Linked DNA regions of Gossypium hirsutum: regions 2 and 3 are each linked to region 1. A link is a contact called in public Hi-C data. All regions are on one chromosome and are shown on one strand. The core of a region is the stretch at or near the end of the contact, and the rest is flanking DNA. Distances in the headings are between cores, read along the strand shown.

Region 1 (3,722 bases), core at 433-2,932:
GGGCAGTAAAAGAAAAAGCAGAAGAAGAGAAAAATTTTAGAGTGGTTCAACAACAGCATGAGGCTGTGGATTTCAATGACGGCGGTAGAGCAAGCTTCACAAAGAACAATTCTGGTGACTAGAATGATCAAGAGTTTTTCTTCTCTGTATCTGGCTAAATGCACCTCTAATCTCTGTTTGAAAACTCGTATAACATTGCCTTATTCTGTGTTGGGGAAATGAGAAGAATTGCAAGAAAATGAGGAAGAAGAATAAGAGAAAACAAAGGTGACACGCAGAGTAGAGGCAACAGTAACAACAATGTCTATGGTAGTGGCAAGGATTAGCGAACTTAAAAATGCCATAGCTTTTTTTTGGCATCTCCATTTCTTCTCTTCTTCTTCTTCTTCTTCTTCTTCTTCTTCTTCTTTTTCTTCTTCTTCTTATTGTTAACTAGCCACGGTCAATGGCTCAGATCATAGAGGATTCATACCAGATGCTTTGGACATAGAATCTACCATGGTTTAAGGATAAAATGATGTGATTGTTGCTGTTGCAATCGAGTTCGAACTGATGGTCGTCGCAGTTGGGAGGTTGGGTTGCAATATTTGTTTCTGGTTTTGGCGACACAAGATTGCAACTGTGGTTTGGCAACACAACAATGGCTAGTCAAATCTTCCCATGCCAAAACCCAAACTAGATTCTAGTAATTCAAAACCCTAACTAGATTTTGGTAATTTGAAATCCAAACCACGAGGGCATAGATTGGGAGTTGTGGTTTGAAAAAGTCTAGTTTCAGAATGGCAGAATTTGGAGACAAAATGTTAGTGGCCACGTCAGCTAATTGAGTTAATTAGGTTTCCATCGTGGCTAGTTAACTGGCCACATCAACTAGTTAACGAGCCACATCACCTATCCCGTTTGGTCTGTAATGAAAAATGTCAATGGGTGATTGATTTTTAACTTTACAATAACGTTTGTGGTTGATTTGTTATTTTTTAAAAGTTGAGTGACTGTTTTGTCATTGAGATCAAAGTTGAGTAATTGTTGGTATAACTTACCCTATATAAAATTATACATAATCAATACATCACATATATATACTAGTTTCTTTAACAAGTGATGCACGAATTAATTATATTTATTAATTAAAATATATTAAATTATTTTATAATTTTTGCATAAATTTTCTATAAAATATAGTAAAGAAATTTCTATATAATATCTCACAGATAAAATATTTTAAAATTAATTGAAATATTTTAAAGTAAAGTTATTTTTATTGATATTATATATTTAAAGTGAATTAATATTATAATAGTAAAATAGTAAAATATTTAAAGTTTAATTAATTACTTTAATTTTTTTATGGTTGTGAAATATTTTTTTATAATACGAATAATATTTCTCAAAATGGATTTCACGTTAATTTAATTTAAAAGATTTTGATATGTCAATGGATGAAACTATCCAAGTACAAAAATAGAAAATATCTGTCACGTTAAAAGATCTTAAATGTTGTGTATGATGCTAGATTAAGGAACATTCACGTGAGTTAATTATATAATAAATTTACTAAAATTGATATAAAATTTTTTTATGTTATTTATTTCCATTTTACTGTTTACATTTGAGTTGATTTGAATTTTATGATTTTAAAAATTTATTTAAATATAAAATAAGAAAAGTATCTCAAAATATTTGCTATTTTACAAAAATGGAGAGGTAACAGGGTATAGACAAGTGAAAGAACAGAGAAAAACCTTGATTTAATTACGGAAAGTAAGAGGCTGAGCCTGGTCCCAACCAAACGCCTGAAACCTAAACCAAAAGCAAAAGGCTAAAGAGTAAGGCCCCCTTCCCTTTGTTGACATCCTCACCAAATCTCTTGCTTTTCTTCTCTCTTGCTACTCTCCTCTAATTTTTCACCTTCTGATTTGTTTAAAGAGGCAAACAACACAACTCGTTTTTATCCTTATATATCAGTTTGGGAAAAAAGGTAGAAGAAATGAACGGTGATGATGCTCAGAGTATGATGGAATCCCAGTACATACAGAGACATCACAGGCACAACATCAGAGACGACCAGTGCACCTCTGCTCTTGTTAAACACATCAAAGCTCCTGTTCATCTCGTAAGTTCCTCAGTTTGAGACTCCTCTATAATTTCCCCCTTTTCCCCCATTTGTTCGTTTTTCTCGCCGCCGTTTAGGCCGTTGACACGTTTTTCTTTCTACTCTCCTATGGATCTGCTGAAACCCAAATCTATTCTCTTTGTTTTGTTACCCAAAAGTCAAATCAAATCTGTGTTCTTGGTCGAAAATTAACCCCCCCCCAAAAAAAAGAAAAGTAAACCTACGAGTATGTATTGTCTCTGCTTTTTTCTATTTTTTCACTGATAAAAAAAGAAAAAAAAAAGAACCCAGACTATTTTAGCCAAGATTATGAATTTCTGTTAACTCGATGGTTCGTAAATGTCTGATTTTAACGATGGGTTTGTTGTTCTGTTTCTGTTTTCTTTAACTATGGATAGGTATGGTCATTGGTAAGGAGATTTGACCAGCCGCAAAAGTACAAGCCCTTCGTCAGCAGGTGTATAATGAAAGGGGACCTCGGGATCGGCAGTGTTAGAGAGGTCAACGTCAAGTCCGGACTTCCGGCAACCACCAGCACCGAACGGTTGGAACTTCTCGATGACGAAGAACACATTTTAGGCATCAAAATCGTCGGCGGCGACCACCGTCTTAGGGTACAAAATACTAACGTTTCTTTCTCCCTTAACACTTGTTTTCTGTGTCACGGTACTCATTTTGTTGACTGCAGAATTATTCTTCGATCATGACGGTGCATCCCGAGGTTATTGAAGGAAGGCCAGGTACAATGGTGATCGAATCGTTCGTCGTGGATGTGCCGGAAGGGAACACCACGGACGAAACTTGTTACTTCGTGGAAGCTTTGATCCGATGTAACCTGAAATCGTTAGCCGATGTTTCAGAGAGGATGGCTGTGATGGACCAGACAGAGCCTATCAACCGATACTAACTGAAAAAGGTGGAATTGTGATGACCAAAAGAAAAAGACTAATCTTTAGGAGTTTGTGATATATGATCATCTTTCACTTTGTTATGGAACACTCTTTTAACACCCTTTTGGTTCTTAGTTTAAATGCATGAGTAAGTAGTTTATCTATGAGACATCCGAATTCATTACAAGCCTCCAAAACTACGGTCTTATTTGTAAATATTTAAGATTAAGAAGAGATGGGAGAATTTTAATTCCATTTCCCATATTTGTAGCAGCAGCCAGGCCCAGCAGGATGAATTTGGAGAAACCATTTGAAGTACAGATATGTTTTATGATGGTGTCTATTTTTAGTAGTCTCTTGTTGGGATCATTTTTGGTATTGCTGCTAGTTTTCATTTTTGGAAACTTAAAAAGTAGATATTTGTTGAGTAGAGTTCTCAGCCTATTGATTTGAGTGCAGAAAAGTGTGGGTACACCATGGAAATGCACCAAGATTAGCTTTTTCTGAGTCATAATGTTGCACAGCACGTTAACTGATCAAAAACATCTTGTGATGATCTTTGTTTAAAGTAAAAGACCTACCTTGGTGGAAACTGGAAAGACTTTTGCATTTTCTGCAACAAATCAACTTCAAACACGTGAGAATGGAAGTTGGAAGAGTGAGAGCACGTCATAGAAAGTTGGTAAAACATAATAATTATCATTTCATATCCTGGAAAC
Region 2 (3,722 bases), core at 736-3,235, 230 kb before region 1:
GAGACGGAAAATGATGGCCATGATATTTCCAAGAGCTATTTTATCAACTTGAACATGATCTGTGTGTCGTTTCTGCTGTCATATTCTTTTGAAGCTGACATGATTTTTCTGATATTTGGTCGAAAATTTATTAATCTAAAAATAAATTATATAAAAGGGCCTAATGATTTTTCTAACTATAAAATAAAAAATTTGTAAATTAGTTTACCAAAAATTATTTGTACTAGAAATGCATGTACCCTCACGACCTTACCTCATGGGATAAGGAAAAGTTTGTGATGTTGCAGGCTTCTGTATTCACCGATAAAAGACGACGTACATCTAGTATCCTGTCTGTCGATATCCCCTGCCCATTTTTATTTACAAATTATTAAATTTACACCATTTGTTAAAAGAAAAATAAATAATAATGATAATTCTAAAAAAATTGTAGCGTATTGTTATATCCTGCACATATTTATATATTCAACATATTAGCAACCAACTTCATTTCAAGGTCGAAAAGATAAATATTATCTATTCTTAGAATATATTATGTCGCAATTAAATTTAAAATTAAAACGAATTGTATTTTTTTAAATAGAAGTTAAATTCTTCCAAATTCCAAACTTCATTTAAAGAAGCTCAACTCCAAATAAAAAATAAAAGCTCAACTGCTTTCCATTAAGGGGCCCAAAGAATTATTAATAAAATGGTTGCTGACGAAAAGACGATTGTGTAACGAAATCCAGCTCCAAAAGCATGAAAAACGAAAAGACGCCTCTTAAAATTTAAAAGAAAACGCGCACACATACCACACGCACATGGTGCCACGATGATAAACAAAATCGCTAAGGGAGGCTCAAGAACATGAAAATGAAAATATTAAAAACGCAGGGACCAACCTTGAGAACAACATGAGTTTCATCGGGGAGGTGTACGGTGATGTCCATCACCACCGGCAGAACTGCAAACAAAATGAAAAAAGGCCGGCGCCGGCAGGGCGGGGCGGGGCGCCGCGGTTAAATTTGAGTAATTTATCAAATACGATTGAGAAATACTAATAGAGTAATACCCTTCTCTTCTTTCTTCTTCTTCTCTCCTTTGGCCTTCCCTCGGCTGTTCCTTGGAGCCATTTTCAACCTTGGGGTAGATGGGGATGGGAACTGGGAATTTCTAACTTTAAGCTCTTTTAAATAAGATATTTATAGCTGCACGCCTGTACCAAGAAAATGAATCATGTTACGTATCGTCATCTTCATAAACAAAAAATTAATCAAACGATAAAACATATTTGTAAAAGGCAGGTTTTGGAGTATATCCCAATTCTTATTTTAATTCCAATATAACATATAAATGGCAGAAACCAATCGAAACTAGCTTTCTATGCAGAAATTTTTTCCCGACTTATATGAGCTTTGGAACTAATTAAGATTTCAATGGTTACCAAGCAGCAGCAGCAACAAAAAACAGATGATTTTTCCGAGACTTGAAGGTTGAAGAACAGAGATAGAAGAGTTTTTTTGTTAATAAAAAGCTGGAAAAAAGGAAGGTATTTCAGCTATGGGATAACGAAGAGGGCATAACCATTGAAGCTCTCATCCGCGGTGGGGGCAATAGAAAGAGATGATATAAGAGAGGGTTTTGAGGTATGATAAGGAAGGAAGGGCTTAGATTTAACAGTCAGATGAGTATATCCCATTTTATGGCAGTTTCTGGGCTTATACACTGATAATCACTTTCTGGGAATTTTTTAAAAAATTAATTATTATTAGTAGCAGTATATTTTAAAACAGTCTTTTAATGAAATAATATAAAATAATAAAATAAATACTGAAATAAGATAAACACCCTATTATTTATCAAAATAGGCAAAATGAACGGTATATCATCTGTGCCGCTAATTGCTCCGGCAGCCCCCATCTCCCATACCATCAATAATTGCTTGAATCATTAAAATTTTAAAAAATATTTAATTTTTTTTTGGGTGCCGCTGAGCAATCGGTGGCACCAGTATTTCAGACTTAGAAATACATTAAAAAATACCTAGAAAATATAATTTAAAATGGAGTATTTTTTTATCTGAAATATTAGTACCGTCGATTGTTCAGATGGCATCCAAAAAAATTATATATTTTTTTAAAATTTAATTATTCAAGCAATCATTGATGATAGGGAAGATGTGTGTCGCCAATTGTTTAGGCGACACCGATGATATGTTGTTCATTTTGCATAATTTGGTAAATAATAGGGTGTTTATCCTATTTTAGTATTTATTTTATTATTTTATATTATTTAGGTAAAAATCCTTTAAAATATAAAAAAGTAAATTTGCATGTGGTCATTTACGTATTAAGTATTTATATATGATGAGACTAGTTAAAAATATAATAAATATATTTATTTTTAATCAATTTTAAAATCTATACTATTCCTTTTGTTGTGATTATGTTCGTGTTTTTATTTTTTTATATTTTTATAATTAATAAAAATTTATACATGATGAGATTTGAACCAAAACATCATTTCTATCATTTTTTTTATTTGTCATTTGAACTGAATCAATTTTTAGTTTTTATTTAAAATTTTAATAAGTTATGTCTATGTTTTAAATTTTTATATATTTATGCATATGAATAATGTTGTTGATTAAGTTGGTGTCGTAAGTCAACTTTGCACTAATGCAAGATTATTGACAATACCATTATAAATAATTATAATGCATTTAGTATTCTTAATATGATGTATTTACATGTTTAATTTTCATTTTACTCATAATTTAATTTAATATTTTATTTTAAGATTGTATATATTTCATGTGTATTTTTATTAATCAATTTCAAATAACATATTTCATTATTTATTGTATTTATCTTTAAAAATAAATTTATATTTTAAATCGTTATTTTCATGCACATATACATATGATAAATTTTATAAATTAATAGGGTTGTATTTGAACACAGTTCATTAATAATATACATTAAATACAAACTTTAATTTTTATTTTATTGAAAATGCAAACCTTAATTTTAGAACTCCTAATGACAAATTCTCTCAACATTATACTTTTTATATCTAAAATATTTGACTCAAATTTTTATTTAAATATATTATCATAATAAGTTTTTCTTTTTCTTTTTCTTTTGAGAGACGCTACTTGATTCAATAAGTTGTTATAATTGTAATATGTTTTAATTCTTTGGGAAAATGATAAAAACTGAAAAGTACTGTAATATTGGGCCATAGCTGCCTACCTCATTGACAGTTTGCATTGCAGGGCACAGAGAGGATCCGTGCCTCGTTCGGGTCCACAGCCACCTCTACCAATATATTTACTATGAGTAGAAAGAAAATATTCCACTTACGGAAGAAAACTTCTAAATTTTTTTCAGATTTTTAAAATAAAATGTTTTTAGAGAGAATTTAGAGTAAATATTTGAAAATGATATTATTGAGATAAATAATTAATAAAAAATTTATTTTTCATATCATTAAATAAACATAAGATCATGTAAAAATATTTAATTTGAATAGATTTCTTTTCATATTCAAATCGAAATCATTTTCCTTAATTTTTTTTTATAAATTCCTTACCGACCAAATTATTTGATCACACTTCTTGCATTTGACGATCTAGAGTTAAGAGGAAGTAAATACAAAAATGGGGGATTATTGTACTATGTAACAGAGATAGTGCTACATACTTGGAATATTTTTAATACTGAAATGGGGAATTATTT
Region 3 (3,722 bases), core at 484-2,983, 170 kb before region 1:
TCACTGCTATAATCACTGTCACTATCACTCTCATCCACTTTCCTCTTTCCCATCCTATATAAGCAAACAAAAATAAGTCAACAATCTATATATCAATACCAACCTTATTAACGGCAAATTAAAAGAGCTTAAAAACTTACCAAATCTTCAATCTTTTGGGGTCAGCTCCTCCCGGCACTGTCTTCCGTTTTCCATTTTGGCACGCCGCCCTAACGGACTCTTCAACCACTGCCACTGCCACGCACCTCGCCGACTGCTCTCTGTACTTCGCTACATACTTCTCGGCCTCTCCATCTCCAACTCCTTTTTTCCCAGTTTTTGCTTTCTTCTTTATGAAGTCTTCCGCGATCTTCTCCAACTTTCTCTGTTCTTCCTCCGCTTTCCACTCCTCCAACCTCTTCTCAGCATTCACATGCCTTAGCCTCCTTCCGCTCATGTCTCGGCACGCCTCGAAATTGCTTGTCTTTTTCTGCCCGGCTTTTGTGGCTGCGCCACGCAGCAGCGACCCGAAACCTCCTTTGCCACCGAGGAGCCGGAGGGAAAGGTTGAGGGTAGCGTTGGAGTGGGAAATCACCGAATCGTCCTTGAGTTGATGGCCGCGAATCAGTCGCAGGAAATTGAAAGGGATTTGGGTAAATTCCTGAATTCGGTGCTTGACATCGCTGACTTGGACTTGAAGGGTCGGGAATTGGAGCGACAAAGTTTCACCATTGAGAAGTTTAACGAACAGCTGTAACTGCCTTGGGTTCAGGTCCTTCATGTCGATATCGTCTCCGCTGATTTGATGATCTTCCATAACAGGTACGTGTCCGTGATTTCAAGAGGAAAATTTGGGGATCAGGGAAAGGGAGAAACTAGGGTTGGGATCCTGATTATAAACCTAATTTCCCGAGTAGTCCATCTTTTAATATATTGGGTGTTCGGGTCAACTCCACCGGGTAAGGGAGAATCCTTAAAAGAAAAGGCAAAAAATGTTTAATTATAAGAAGGCCTCAATTTATAATATAAATTTTAAATTGATCCCAAACTTCAAAACATTTTAATTGAATCTTTAAAGTATCAATATTGTATCAACCAAATTCTTGTATCACCTTAGTCATTAGCTTAGATATTAAAAATCAATTCAAATATGATGTGGAACATATTTAATCACATAGTTCAAATTATAAATATATTTATTTATCATATGGACAATTTGGATCACACATGTTAACAAAATAACTTTCTTATATTTATTAGCTCAATATAATTTTTAACATATCATATTCAAATTATTCATAAATGTAGGTGCAAAGCTGTTTACAGTTTAATCCACTTGTTTTAATTTTTAAATATGTTTTATATCAAGTTTGAACTAATATCTAATGTTGAAATTGATACAAGTGTTGACGTAGAGTGATTTAGATGGGCGATATGTTTACCTGCGGTTAATGTAAAAACAGTAATGGCGGTGAGATTAGGTATTGCATCAATATTGTAGCGTGAGACAAAAAGCTAAACGCACCACACCGCACTCCACCGCCCATCTAAATCCACCCATAATGACCTGATTGATATAATATTTATATTTTAAATATTTGATTAGAATACTTTGAAGTTTAGAGAATAATTTAAACTTTAAGCAATAGTTCAGGGACGTTTGGTGAAATTAATCCAAAAGTCGTTGGGCCTGGTCACAAACAAACCTGTCATAAAAACTGTTATGATTTCTTTTGTTATGTTTTACTTGGACGGCTCAGCAATCGAAACAACGAAACCCTCTATCTCTCCCCTGATTGCCCGACAACCCGAAAATCTCCCTTCACATAAAATTCAATTAGCTAAATGAAGAAGGAATATATACCCGATAAAGGTCGGAGCTTACCCGTGGATCCAAATCTCCCCAAATGGATCTGCCAGAACTGTCACCATTCCCTCTGCATCGTCGGAGTCGATTCCTACGTCGACAAGTTCCCCAACGACTCTTCTCGATCAGGTTAGGGTTTCTCCAATCTCTTCCTTTTTAAATTTCTGCTTCTGCCCAGTTGTTGAATTTAATATTTTTTCAGTTTAATTAGCTGAGGATTAATTCTTTTTTATTTTGGAGTGGTCTGAGTTGCAAAATTTATTGGGGATTTTCTATTATCTTCATGTATTTATGCTGGAATTGGGACCAAAGCATAGTGGATTCTTCAATTGTTTTATTTGGCTACTAAGTACTAAACCTGACTATAACAGCAGTATTTCATGCTGATGTTCCTTGCTAAGAAAATTGTCTGTATGAATGATGCAGCAATGCAGGGGTCTTCGATTCATGGAGCTAGCAGCGTGCTGGGTTCAACACGAATGGATAACTCTTTCGTCGTGCTGCCAAAGCAAAAGCCCTTGGCCCCAGGAATACCTCCACGACCTCGTGGCATGCCTGGTCAGCCTGATACTGGCCAAGCTAGGAAAGGTATGGAAGAATCATTTGTGGTGGTTGATAAATCAGAGTCTGCTTCTGATGGAAGTGGGACGCAATTACCATCGTCAGAAGGTGGACCAAGCAGTTCTTTGCAGCCGAATAACTCTGGATTTCACTCAACTATTACTGTCCTGAAGAATGCATTTGAGATTGCCACAACTCAGACACAGGTATTGCTCATTTTATTGCTTTTCCAGTTTGGTGCTTCATTGTTGTAGAGAGGATATATTTATACTCTTTTATTCTGCATTTGGCATTTTTAGGTTGAACAACCATTATGCCTTGAGTGTATGAGGGTGTTGTCTGACAAACTTGACAAGGAGGTTGAAGATGTGACTAGGGATATCGAAGCATATGAAGCCTGTCTTCAGCGCCTGGAGGTGGAACCACGAGATGTACTCAGTGAGGCTGATTTTCGTAAGGAGAAATTAAAGGTAGCTGTTTGGCAGTTTCTATGAGTAACTTATATGATAAAGGATAAATGGTTCCTCATGCTAGTACTTTAATTTGCGGAGAGAATTGTTAAGGGCTTTTTAATATTTTCTAATGTCTAGACACTCTAAGGCTTTAGTTTCACTTTTGTTTGGATGAGGGAGGTTTCACTCCAGAATGTTAATAAATTTTTGGTTTCAGAACAGGGTATCATAAAAGACACTAGAAGATGGCAGAGGGCTAGGATTGTTAAAATGTACAAGGATCCGATAACTGTTTTACTGGATGAATGAAAGAAAGTCCCTTTGAATTAACCAAAAAAAAAAAATCCTTCAAAAAAGAAAAAACTTTTCCCAATGTTAATCCGCATTGTATTGTTGAAAAAAATATGAACAGTAAACCAGGAATACTAGTAAATGACAGTTCCTCGTTATGATATATGCATTAACTGCGTTGATGAATGATTTTCCTAGTTAAATGCATATCTGATTGTCTGTTCATTCTGTAAGATCGAGGAAGAAGAAAGAAAACTTGAAGCAGCAATTGAAGAAATAGAAAAACAGAATGCTGCAGTAAACGCAGAACTAAAAGAATTAGAGCAAAAATCAAACCGATTCAAAGAATTGGAAGAGCGGTAAGTTTCTTCTTCTTCTTCTGTATCTTTATCCTTCATATGTATTCGTCTCAGATAAAATTGTAGTGTTGTACAACACTTGTTTTACCTGTTTTCCCTTTGTCCTCCCCCTTGAACCTCCATCTCTTTCTCAAACCAGAATGCAAAGCACACCTTGATTTGTATATGACCAGGATTTTTTTAATTATAAGATCCTTATGCTTGTTGGAATCA

Evidence for each region. Hi-C and Micro-C count contacts between places; a contact is called where the count stands out from the background.
Region 2: a contact with region 1 is called in a Hi-C map of leaf, with 1.9 times the contacts expected there. The contact joins the promoter of LOC107900948 here to the promoter of LOC107900942 in region 1. A contact is called at or near these places in 2 of 34 Hi-C or Micro-C datasets (both in leaf).
Region 3: a contact with region 1 is called in a Hi-C map of leaf, with 2.0 times the contacts expected there. The contact joins the promoter of LOC107900947 here to the promoter of LOC107900942 in region 1. A contact is called at or near these places in 7 of 34 Hi-C or Micro-C datasets (callus, hypocotyl and leaf).

The regions. Positions count from the first base shown.
Region 1 is chrD08:49,507,055-49,510,776 of Gossypium_hirsutum_v2.1, forward strand. It overlaps LOC107900942 (abscisic acid receptor PYL9), which reads left to right and starts at 1,683. Exons shown (of 3, transcript XM_016826735.2): 1 at 1,683-2,113; 2 at 2,512-2,727; 3 at 2,802-3,321. The coding sequence starts at 1,988. The coding sequence ends at 3,020.
Region 2 is chrD08:49,274,638-49,278,359 of Gossypium_hirsutum_v2.1, forward strand. LOC107900948 (protein TSS) reads right to left here and starts at 1,986. Exons shown (of 26, transcript XM_041098246.1): 1 at 1,427-1,986; 2 at 1,055-1,198; 3 at 885-946; 4 at 254-346. The coding sequence starts at 1,115.
Region 3 is chrD08:49,332,732-49,336,453 of Gossypium_hirsutum_v2.1, forward strand. LOC107900947 (beclin-1-like protein) reads left to right here and starts at 1,734. Exons shown (of 10, transcript XM_041098247.1): 1 at 1,734-1,975; 2 at 2,273-2,613; 3 at 2,707-2,877; 4 at 3,385-3,509. The coding sequence starts at 1,825. LOC107900946 (replication stress response regulator SDE2) reads right to left here and starts at 796. Exons shown (of 3, transcript XM_016826747.2): 1 at 141-796; 2 at 1-54. The coding sequence starts at 796.